Regions from separate parts of the Mus musculus genome. Here region 1 is linked to region 2. A link is a contact called in public promoter capture Hi-C data. All regions are on one chromosome and are shown on one strand. Each heading gives the region's core, a stretch centred on a gene start, on an enhancer-like site or on the middle of the called end of the contact. The rest is flanking DNA. Distances are from core to core; before and after follow the strand shown.

Region 1 (4,440 bases), core at 1,199-3,698, 530 kb after region 2:
TGAGCCCTAGAAGGGATCTGGCAGGCAAGGCGAGAACTCAGACTGCCCCTGCCTAACTCCTTAGGTGTTATAGCTCTCTTCTGCCGCCAGTATGATATCATCAAGGACAACGAGCCCAATAACAACAAGGAGAAAACCAAGAGCGCATCAGAAACCAGCACACCGGAGCATCAGGGTGGGGGTCTCCTCCGCAGCAAGGTGAGGGGAACACCTTGGCTTGGTGGGTGTCCTTAGACATCTGTAGTCCCTAGACTGCACAAGGGAAGGGGTCAGCTCAGGACCTGGCGTGGCAGCAGCTGGGCAAAGCCAAGCTTGGCTGCTGCCGGTGTGACACAGGGGACACTGCAAATTGATTTTGGATCCTTGCCTTTTGCGGAGTGCCAAGGGCCAGTGTCTTTTTTTTTTTTTTTTTTTTAAGACAGCCAATGGGAAAGGCAGAGTTCCTGGTTGCTGTGGTTGGGTCAGCAGGAGAAGGGGTGACATGGCCTGGGGCAGTGTCTTACCTCTGTTCCTTCACTTCCTCTTCTATGAAACCAGATATGATGACACATTTACAGTGCTTGCTCTGAGCAGCTCAGAAGACAGTAGAGAATGCGAGAGGACCTTCTGACGGTGATTGTCCAACATGCATCTGGCCCGCTCTGCGGCTCCTCCCACCTCCATCTTCTCCTATCATCGGGCTTATTATCCTCTCTCTTGGCTTCTCTCTTTCTGATATCAGTTCCTGAAGCCTCTCACTAACCCCTAGCTCCAGGAGTACCTCAGCAATGTCCATGGCTGAAGCTACACCCAGAGACAGAGCTGCAGAATGAGAGAGACCCAGCCGGAGGGATGCCATTGCTGCGGGGTAGACTGAGTGCCAAGGCTCTTGGCACAGGACTCACATCTGGGCCACTCAGCTTGACCGAAGGCTGTGTGTGAAAGGGGAGAAAGACGAGACTTCCAGGCAGGGCTATTCTTTTTATTTCTGCGAGGGACAAGAGTCTGGCTTTTAAGCTGCAGCCCCGCTGTTCCTTTTCTCCTCTGTCCCATTTCCTACCTTACATGAAATCCATTCAACCGGCTCTGGACACTTCTCTTATCTGTTCCCTTCCTGGTTTCCAAAGAAGCCCTCTGTGAACATCATCAAAGCATGGGTACCCCCATCTGCAAGGGATGGGCTTCATCCTCCGCTAGTCCCTGTGTCCTTCCTGGGCACGGGGTGAGAGCTGTAGAAGCGGTGGGGGCACAGCTAGCCACAGTTTTTCCTTTTCCCTACCTTAGTCTGACAGAGGAGGTTGAACTACAAACCCAAATTCTGCAAAAAAAAAAAAAAAAAAAAAAAAAAAAAAATCAAATAAGCCACAAAGCTAAAAGACTGCGCCCCATTCTGAAGAAGGCACAAGTACATGGGAGAGTCCTGCCTTACTTCTCCTGGACTGGCTTCCTCTTTGAGAAAATGCACAAAGCTCTGGGAGAAAGCAGCTACCAAGACTATCTGGAACTGTGTCTGTCAGACCAATGGTACCAGGGAGGCTGCAGTGCTGCCAGCTTTTCAAGGGTCCTGACTCTGTCAGACACTTTCTGGATTCAGCCACTAAGGACATCTGTGGTACAAGGTGCACCTTTGCAAATGTGTATGATGCCAGTTGTTTGGACTCTTGGAAAACACCACTGGAGGGCTTTGCTCCAGAATGCAGACCGCTCTGCCAAGGCCTCCATGTCTGCTTGCATCTAGCTTGCACAAAGATAGATCTTTGTGGTGAGATCATCTGTGTGGAGTTTTAAGAAGCTCTGGAAGAAGGTACTGCCCGCGTTTAAAGGAAGTGCCTTGGCTGGGGCAGCAGTGTCAGCTTGGATAACTGAAAACACCTACATCCTACAGCATAAAGAACTGCTGAGCGAGCTACTGGAAAGCCGTTTACACCAGACAGGCAGAGAGCAGAGAGCAGCCACTGTCACTATCTTGCCATCTCATTCAGGGTCCTCTGAAAGTTACCCAGGGCTCTCATCTACTTCCCTAGAGCTTGCAGTGTAAAGTGACAGCTAGTGTGCTCCCTCTCTCCCTCCCTCCCCCTCCTCTCCTCTGCCCCTTACTGGTTTAAAAAAAAAAAGGTGCTTGATGTGGCAGCAGACTTCTTGGAGACTGAAGCACAGTGGCTGCCAGACGCCTGCACTGGAAAGGCGAACGAACTCTGTATCTTCCATCGGTGGCCAAGGGAGTGTGGGTGGCTGTTCCCAGCACATAGTAGGTGCTTGGTAAAATATCTGTGGTACTGAATGTTGAGCACAGGTGCCCAAGTCAGAGAGCTGAAAGCCATCACCCAATGACTGCCCCTTCATTCGGGTCTCTAACAGCTCTCCAAGCTGGGTCAGCCACCACTGTGCTCGCTCCAACTGCGGGTAGCACAGGAGAGGAGGGACGGATAAGGGCAGATGTCAGCAATACTAAGGGCTTCCTCCTGGGAGGGAATGAGGTTCCACTCATTGTCTCGTGACTTCCATCCCTGCTGAACGGGGCTGCAAGGCCAAGGCTCCTTAAGGGAGGTCCTTACCTCCAATCCAGTTAGAGCAATAACCACTTTTTAAATGTAAAATAAAGACAAATGAAAAGGCACATCCTTGTCTTTTGGTAAATGCCCAAACGTTGCCCTCTTTTTCTGGCAATTGGCAGCAAGTCAGGATGTGTGGAGGAGGGAATCAGTCCTCTTCCATTTTGGCCTGCAGCTTCTTAGGGACATGCCAGCCAGCCAAGCTGGAGTTGGAAGGGAATTCTCGAACAGATGGGGGTGCACGTGTAGGAGAAGAAAATAGCTGCTCCACCATCGTCTTTCTGAGGCTCCTCTCTAAGCCCAGCTTGGGCTGCCTCACCACATAGGTATGCAAGCATCTGCTCAGTTTCTTAAAACAAAGGGTTTTCCTCTCAGGAGAGGGCTGGGCGCTTATTCCTGCCAGAGGGCTGAGGTTCTCATCTGGGGTGGGGGTATGGAGTGAAGAACTGCAGAAGCAGCTTTCTGCAGAAATCATTCGGTATTCGCTCTGCGTTCTTCTGGGCTGTTAAAGGAACATCATTAAGATTCCAACAGCAGGTTGAAAGGCAGGCAGAGGAATGACACCATTAGCCAATGAGCAGACCAGTAAATAGGGCACCTTAAACACTCCCGTCCAGAGCCAGGCGAGAGGATGTCAGATGTGCAGGGTCTGAAAGCAGAGGGAGAGGAAGTCCTCAGAAGTCCCTGAACAGACAGAATGCCAAACCAGACCCCAGAGAGGCTCCCTCTGCCCGTCTGCTTTCAACTAAGACGCGGAGAGGCCCTGGGTAGAGGTAGGTAGTGGTGTCTGGAGATCCTGCTATTTGAGCAAGGTTTCCAGTTTCTCCATGCCCGTGGTACACCGTAATGGATCCGAAGGGAATAACTATCCTTCTAGCTTAGAGGTTTGTCCTTTCTCCTGTAGTAAGGATCTCACTCTTCCTGAATCAACTGTTACTTGCCATCAAATACTACAGCTATTATTTAAGAAGTGGTCCCTCTGTTCCTTTCAGGTGACTCCAATGATTTTTGCAATTTGGGAAAGGTCCAGGCAGCTCTGAGACCAAGACCACAGCAGGCTTGCAGGAAGAATGCTGGATAGAAAGGCAGGAGACCCTGACACCTCGGGTAGTCACTTCTCTGAGGGGGGAGTAGCCTTCCTTTCTACCAATACTGCATGCAGATTTCCGGAGCCTACCTACCCAGTATACTAACTAAAGGCTGCCCTAGAAACCTCGGTGGAAGCCGAAGAGATAAGGCTGCCAGGTATTGGAAACATGAATGAGGCTTCAGACATACTTTATTTACTTACTAAATTTTGTTTTAAGTATTGCTTCTATAAACAGAATTCTGTCCACCCCCAGGGCCAGTCCACAGATTAAAAACAAAACAAAACAAAACAAAAAACAAAACCAAACTTGAAAATATAACCTGAAGTTAATAAGTTAAGGACATCTCAGATAGTAACCTGGGGATACATTTCAGGATTGTCACTGAATTGCCAAAGGTCATATTCCTCCTATTTCTGGCTGAGTGCTAGGAAAGGCCAGATTTCCCATCTACGGCGTGTCTCAGCTGTTAGGGAGGAATAAATGGGTTGGAATGACAAGGCAAGTGCTTACTTATTAAGGAATTCCAACATCGACCAGTTGCCTCTGTGACAAATGGAAATATTTACCCGACAGGTGCCCCCAGTGTACCCACACACACATATTCTCTCTCTCTCTCTCTCTCTCTCTCTCTCTCTCTCTCTCTCTCCCTCTCTCCCTCCCCCTTGTCCCCTCCCCCTCCCTCCAAACCTTTGGATTATTTAGGGAATAAGAGGAGGACCTTAGTTTCTCGTCCTATAAAAGCTCAAGATGGGCTTCTCAGAGAATGAGCCTGGTCCATTTCTCCTTTTTCTACCAACTTCTCTCTAACAAGATGAATG
Region 2 (4,752 bases), core at 510-3,009:
CTGTAAGAGGGGAGACTCGCATCTAAGGACTGGAACTGGGGGTGGCAGATAGGCCTCACTTAGCCGACCATCCTCCATCATGGGGGAAGCTACCTAGAGGAGTCTGCTGAGAAATGAGCTCCATATGGATATATGTTGTGATCAATTAGCAATGGCTGCCGGGCCTCAGGTAAAGGAAGCCGCTGTATGCATCCCTATGTGTTGGCCAACACTGTCCTTAAGCCCCCAACAACCTCAGCTCCCAGCAGATATCGATGTCAGGAAGAAGATTGAAGCTCACAGCCCTGGAAGTCCGTAGCCATTTTCAAACGTGGTCTAACAAAGCTCCCCCTGAGAGTCTTTAGCCCACATTCACCAAGTCTTTACTCATTTGCTGGATCTACATTAGATGTCTGCTGTTCTGGGCTGGACCAAAGAAAATGGAGATGATCCAGACACTGCCTGCCCTGATGAAGCTATCTAGTGGAAGAGACAAATAATAATAATGATAATTAATAAATTTAAAAGTCACAGATAATTATATTAATCCAATGTCATAAAGAAAGTGTGATTTGGGAGCTGGGAAGTTGGAGGTGGCAATTTGCTTAAGGAACTGTTGATTTGGTTCTTGAGTACAACGCAGAGAGAATGGGGGAGGGAGGTTACAGCAGAGAGGCAGGCTATGAAATAGTAGAGAAGCAAAATGGCCCACCTGGAGAATGGGAAACACCTTGGCAGCCCCGGAGCGTGCAGTATGGGAAAAGTGGGCTGCAAAGAGCATTATGAAGAATCTACTAGATCAGATTCCATTCAACACGTGTTGCATGCCAGGGATGGATTCCAAGCTGGAGAACAAACGGAAGGTATACAGTTGAGGGTTTCAACAGATCACACTAGCTGCAATGTTTCTCCGAGTTGGAGAAATGAAAATGTGGACACTTCTGCAGAGGCTCCCGGAAGACAGAGGTCATTTTAAGAGATACTAAAGAAATGGCAAGCCTCGAACAGTGTACAGCAAACGGCGTGGATGAAGAAGAATGCAGGCGCAGGTGGAATCAGCTGGTAAAACAAGTAGGTCAGTGGGCGGGTCAGCAGGGGTGGGCGGGTCAGTCGAGGGTGGGCGGGTCAGTAGATAAAGATGCCTTTCACTTCTATCAGTTATGAGGAAAGAAGTACAGGTTTGGGATTGAACACAATAGCCAGTCCCGTCACAGATGACATGAACGCAGGTGTCGAGAATGAAGCACTATTTTAAGGTCAGACTTTCCGCTCAGGGCCTCTTCACTTCTTTGCCAGGGCCCTTGAGTTCTCTCTTCCCTTGATTGTGCTTTTCTAGACCCTAAGGTAACTTCCCCTCACAGCCAAAACGCATCTCTACCACCTTACCCACAGACCTCGGTAAGACCCGTCTCACTGCCCGCCTCTCCAACTCACTCTTCATCCCGACCCCTCGGTGACCCTGCCCATCTCCACACGCTGCAGCCTCTGCCCGCCCGCACTCCCGCCCCGACACACACACACACACACACACACACACACACACACACACACACGCCACGATGCTTGCTTTCCCCTCTCACCTTCCCAGCTCCCCTCCCCCGCGGGTACCACCACCTCCAAAGCCTCCAGCCCAGCGCCTGATTCTCAACTGCACCCCATCCGCCACCCAGACTCACCCACAGAGACACCCACTTCTCAACAGGCCGGAAGTGCTCCCGGGCTCTTGCAGGGGATGCTGGGACGCATAGTCCCAGCGCCGCCAGCCCTGGAACCCGATCTCTGAGACCACAACTCCCAAAAGGCAACGCGCGAGCACCGGTGGCCACTCCTCTATCGGCCGCCTCTCAGATGACGTCAGCCAATGAGTGCCTCATCTTCTCAGGCGCTCTGGTACCGGAACAAATCTTGCAGGGCCAATGCCTGGGGGGGTGTAGCTCGATACTATTCTCTTCCATTGGTTCTGCGGTGACGGTGCCGCCTACTGGGTGGAGTCTAGATTAGAAGGGCGTGGGGTCGGGGTCTACTGAAGAAGCGTGGGGCCCCCTGGGTTGAGCTGGAGAGAGTAGGGAAAAATAATAAAAAAAGGAAAGAGGGTGAATACAGTGACCATCTATTGGGCAAGAGAGAGTTTGTCTGTTGTAACTACAATTTCAAATTCACAAATTCACAACTTAGTTGAGTGGTTTGGCAGAGTTCTATATCTCACCTCTTCACTTGTGAAGTAAGAATAATAGCATTCATGTGACAGGTTTATGTGAGGCATCAGTGAGGCAATAAACCTAGAACTGTTAATTCGGATCCAGGATCCAACTATAGATAGCAGATACTAGCCATTTTTATGTAAATTAGTCTTACGGAGTTTGAATCCCTGGGTGTCAGAAACACGTTAATCCCTGTAGCTGAATAATCTTAGTGTAATACTTAGTTGCTTTGTTCCACGGTCCTGGCTAGTTTCATGCGAACTTGACACGAGCTTGAGTCATCAGAGAAAAGAGAGATTCCGTGAAGAAGATGCCTTCATAAGAGGGACTATGGGAGAACTTGCGGGACTTTCTCGTAATGATTGATAGTGGAGGGCTCAGGCAATTGTGGGTGGGGCTACCCCTGGGCCGGTGGTCTAGGGTTCTGTAAGAAAGCAGACTGAGCAAGCCAGTAAGCAGCGTTTCCTCCATGGCCCCTGCATCAGCTCCTGCCTCCAGGTTCCTGCTTTGTGGGAGTTCCTATCCTGGCTCCCTCCAGTGACAGATTACAACGTGGAAGTGTAAGCCGAATAAACCCTTTCTTCCCCAAGTTGCTTTGGTCACTGCGTTTTGTCATAGCAATAGAAACCCTATGATAAACACTGTAAATACTCTTGAGGTATGAGCCATCTAATAGGAAGCTGGAAATGTGGGTCTTGTAGTCAGTCAGCCATAGATTCAAACCCCAATTCATACATCCCATCTGTATGTCCTTGAACAAACAAACAACTCCATCACGATTGTCTTTTTTTTTTTTCAGCTGTAAAATTTAGGTGACAGAACAAAACCTCCATCTCAGGGTAGGTTCCTGGGAGATTAAAGATAATATGTAGGTAAAACATGGAGTCCAGCCACTTGCTTTCAATGTGGGATCTATGCCTTGATACTCCCTAGCTGCAAAGCCTCCAGCAAACTCCAAACGCCTCTTTTGTAAACATGTTTGTGTGGATAGATGCACTGTGCATGCAGGTGCATGTGCCTGTGGAGGCCTGAGGTCAAAATGAATGCCCTTTTTGGAGCATTCTCCACCCTGATTACTAGAGTGAGGGTCTCTTACTGAACTGAAGGATCCAGCTAGGTTAGCTAACCCATGAGCTCTGGGAATCTGCCTGTCTCTGCCTCCCCATCCCACTTGCCAGTACAGGCGTTACCTATGGCACTGACACTCCTGGCTTTTATATGAATGCTGAGGACCTGAACTGAGACCCTTATTGAACATGTGGCAGGTACCTTATCAATTGTGCTACCTCCCTGTGGTGACTTGAATATCCTTGGCCCAGGGAGTGGCACTATGAGGAGGTGTGGCCTTGTTGGAGGAAGTGTGTCACTGTGGGGGTGGGCTTTAAGACGCTCTTCCTAGCTGCCTGGAAAGAGTCTTCTGTTTGCCTTCAGAACAAGGTGTAGAATTCTCAGCTCCGGGCTGGTGAGATGGCTCAGTGGGTAAGAGCACCTGACTGCTCCTCCAAAGGTCCAGAGTTCAAATCCCAGCAACCACATGGTGGCTCACAACCATCCACAACAAGATCTGACGCCCTCTCCTGGAGTGTCTGAAGACAGCTACAGTGTACTTACATATATTAATAAAATAAATCTTTTAAAAAAAAAAGAATTCTCAGCTCCTCCAGCGCCATGCCTGCCTGGATGCTGCCATGCTTCCAGACATGATGATAATGGACTGAACCTCTGAACCTGTAAGCCAGCCCCAATTAAAGGTTGTCCTTTATAAAAGTTGCCTTGGTGTATGGTGTCTCTTTATAGCAATGGAAATCCCAAACTAAGATACTCCCCTAAACTGCTAAGGCTTCAGTTTCCTCGTCTGGAGAATGGGTGTAATAATACTGAAATCTTCCTTTGAGTGTTGTTGGGAAAAAAATATGCAAAGTTTGTGAAGAGCTTGTCTCCCTCCTGGCGTTCATAAGGTTGAACGACTACTGGCTATTATTTCTATTGAGACCCATGAAACTTGAGCAAATTTGACAGTAGCTAGCATTGGGAAAGGGCTCACTACGTCAGCTAGTATTGCATTTGGGGGAATTCTACATCTTAGTTTTAGTAACTCACTTCAAATTCCTTAGCTAGAAATTATATTCTAGCCGGGCAGTGATGGCGCATGCCTTTAATCCCAGCACTTGGGAGGCAGAGGCAGGCGGATTTCTGAGTTCAAGGCCAGCCTGGTCTACAGAGTGAGTTTCAGGACAGCCAGGGCTACACATAAAACCCTGTCTCAAAAAAAAAAAAAAAAAAACTAAAAAGAAAAAAAGAAAGAAAAGAAATTATATTCTGACTTGTTTTGTTTTGTTTTATTTTGTTTTTTGAGATAGGGTTTCTCTGTGTAATCCTGGCTGTCCTCGAACTCATTCTGTAGACCAGGCTATCCTCAAACTCAAGAGATCCACCTGCCTCTGCCTCTGCCTCTGCACCACTGCCACCCGGCTTCTGATTCATTGCTTAATATATCAGTGATTTACTTAGCGTATGTAGTGTGCTGGTATTAACAGGTTACATTAGTACACCTTGTTCAATTGTTCCCGAA

The links. Promoter capture Hi-C pulls out the DNA fragments that hold promoters and counts their contacts.
Region 1: a contact with region 2 is called in a promoter capture Hi-C map of hippocampal neurons, with 2.5 times the contacts expected there. The contact joins the enhancer-like site here to the promoter of Zscan20 in region 2. A contact is called at or near these places in 4 of 39 promoter capture datasets (the HPC-7 cell line, embryonic stem cells, hippocampal neurons and 1 more) and 2 of 115 datasets of contacts at active chromatin or transcription factors (T-cell acute lymphoblastic leukemia and embryonic hindbrain).

What each region holds. Positions count from the first base shown.
Region 1 is chr4:129,141,998-129,146,437 of GRCm38.p6, forward strand. Fndc5 (fibronectin type III domain containing 5) reads left to right here. Exons shown (of 6, transcript NM_027402.4): 5 at 65-198; 6 at 538-2,596. The coding sequence ends at 543. Among named protein-coding and RNA genes, the nearest start is that of Fndc5, 7.2 kb to the left of the region's middle. Within about 2 kb of position 2,449, at least 78 of the 459 cell types and tissues checked have an H3K27ac peak or open chromatin away from gene starts, as enhancers often do. A contact at or near this core is called in T-cell acute lymphoblastic leukemia and hippocampal neurons, where this site is marked.
Region 2 is chr4:128,608,339-128,613,090 of GRCm38.p6, forward strand. It overlaps Zscan20 (zinc finger and SCAN domains 20), which reads right to left and starts at 1,760. Exons shown (of 8, transcript NM_177758.4): 1 at 1,656-1,760.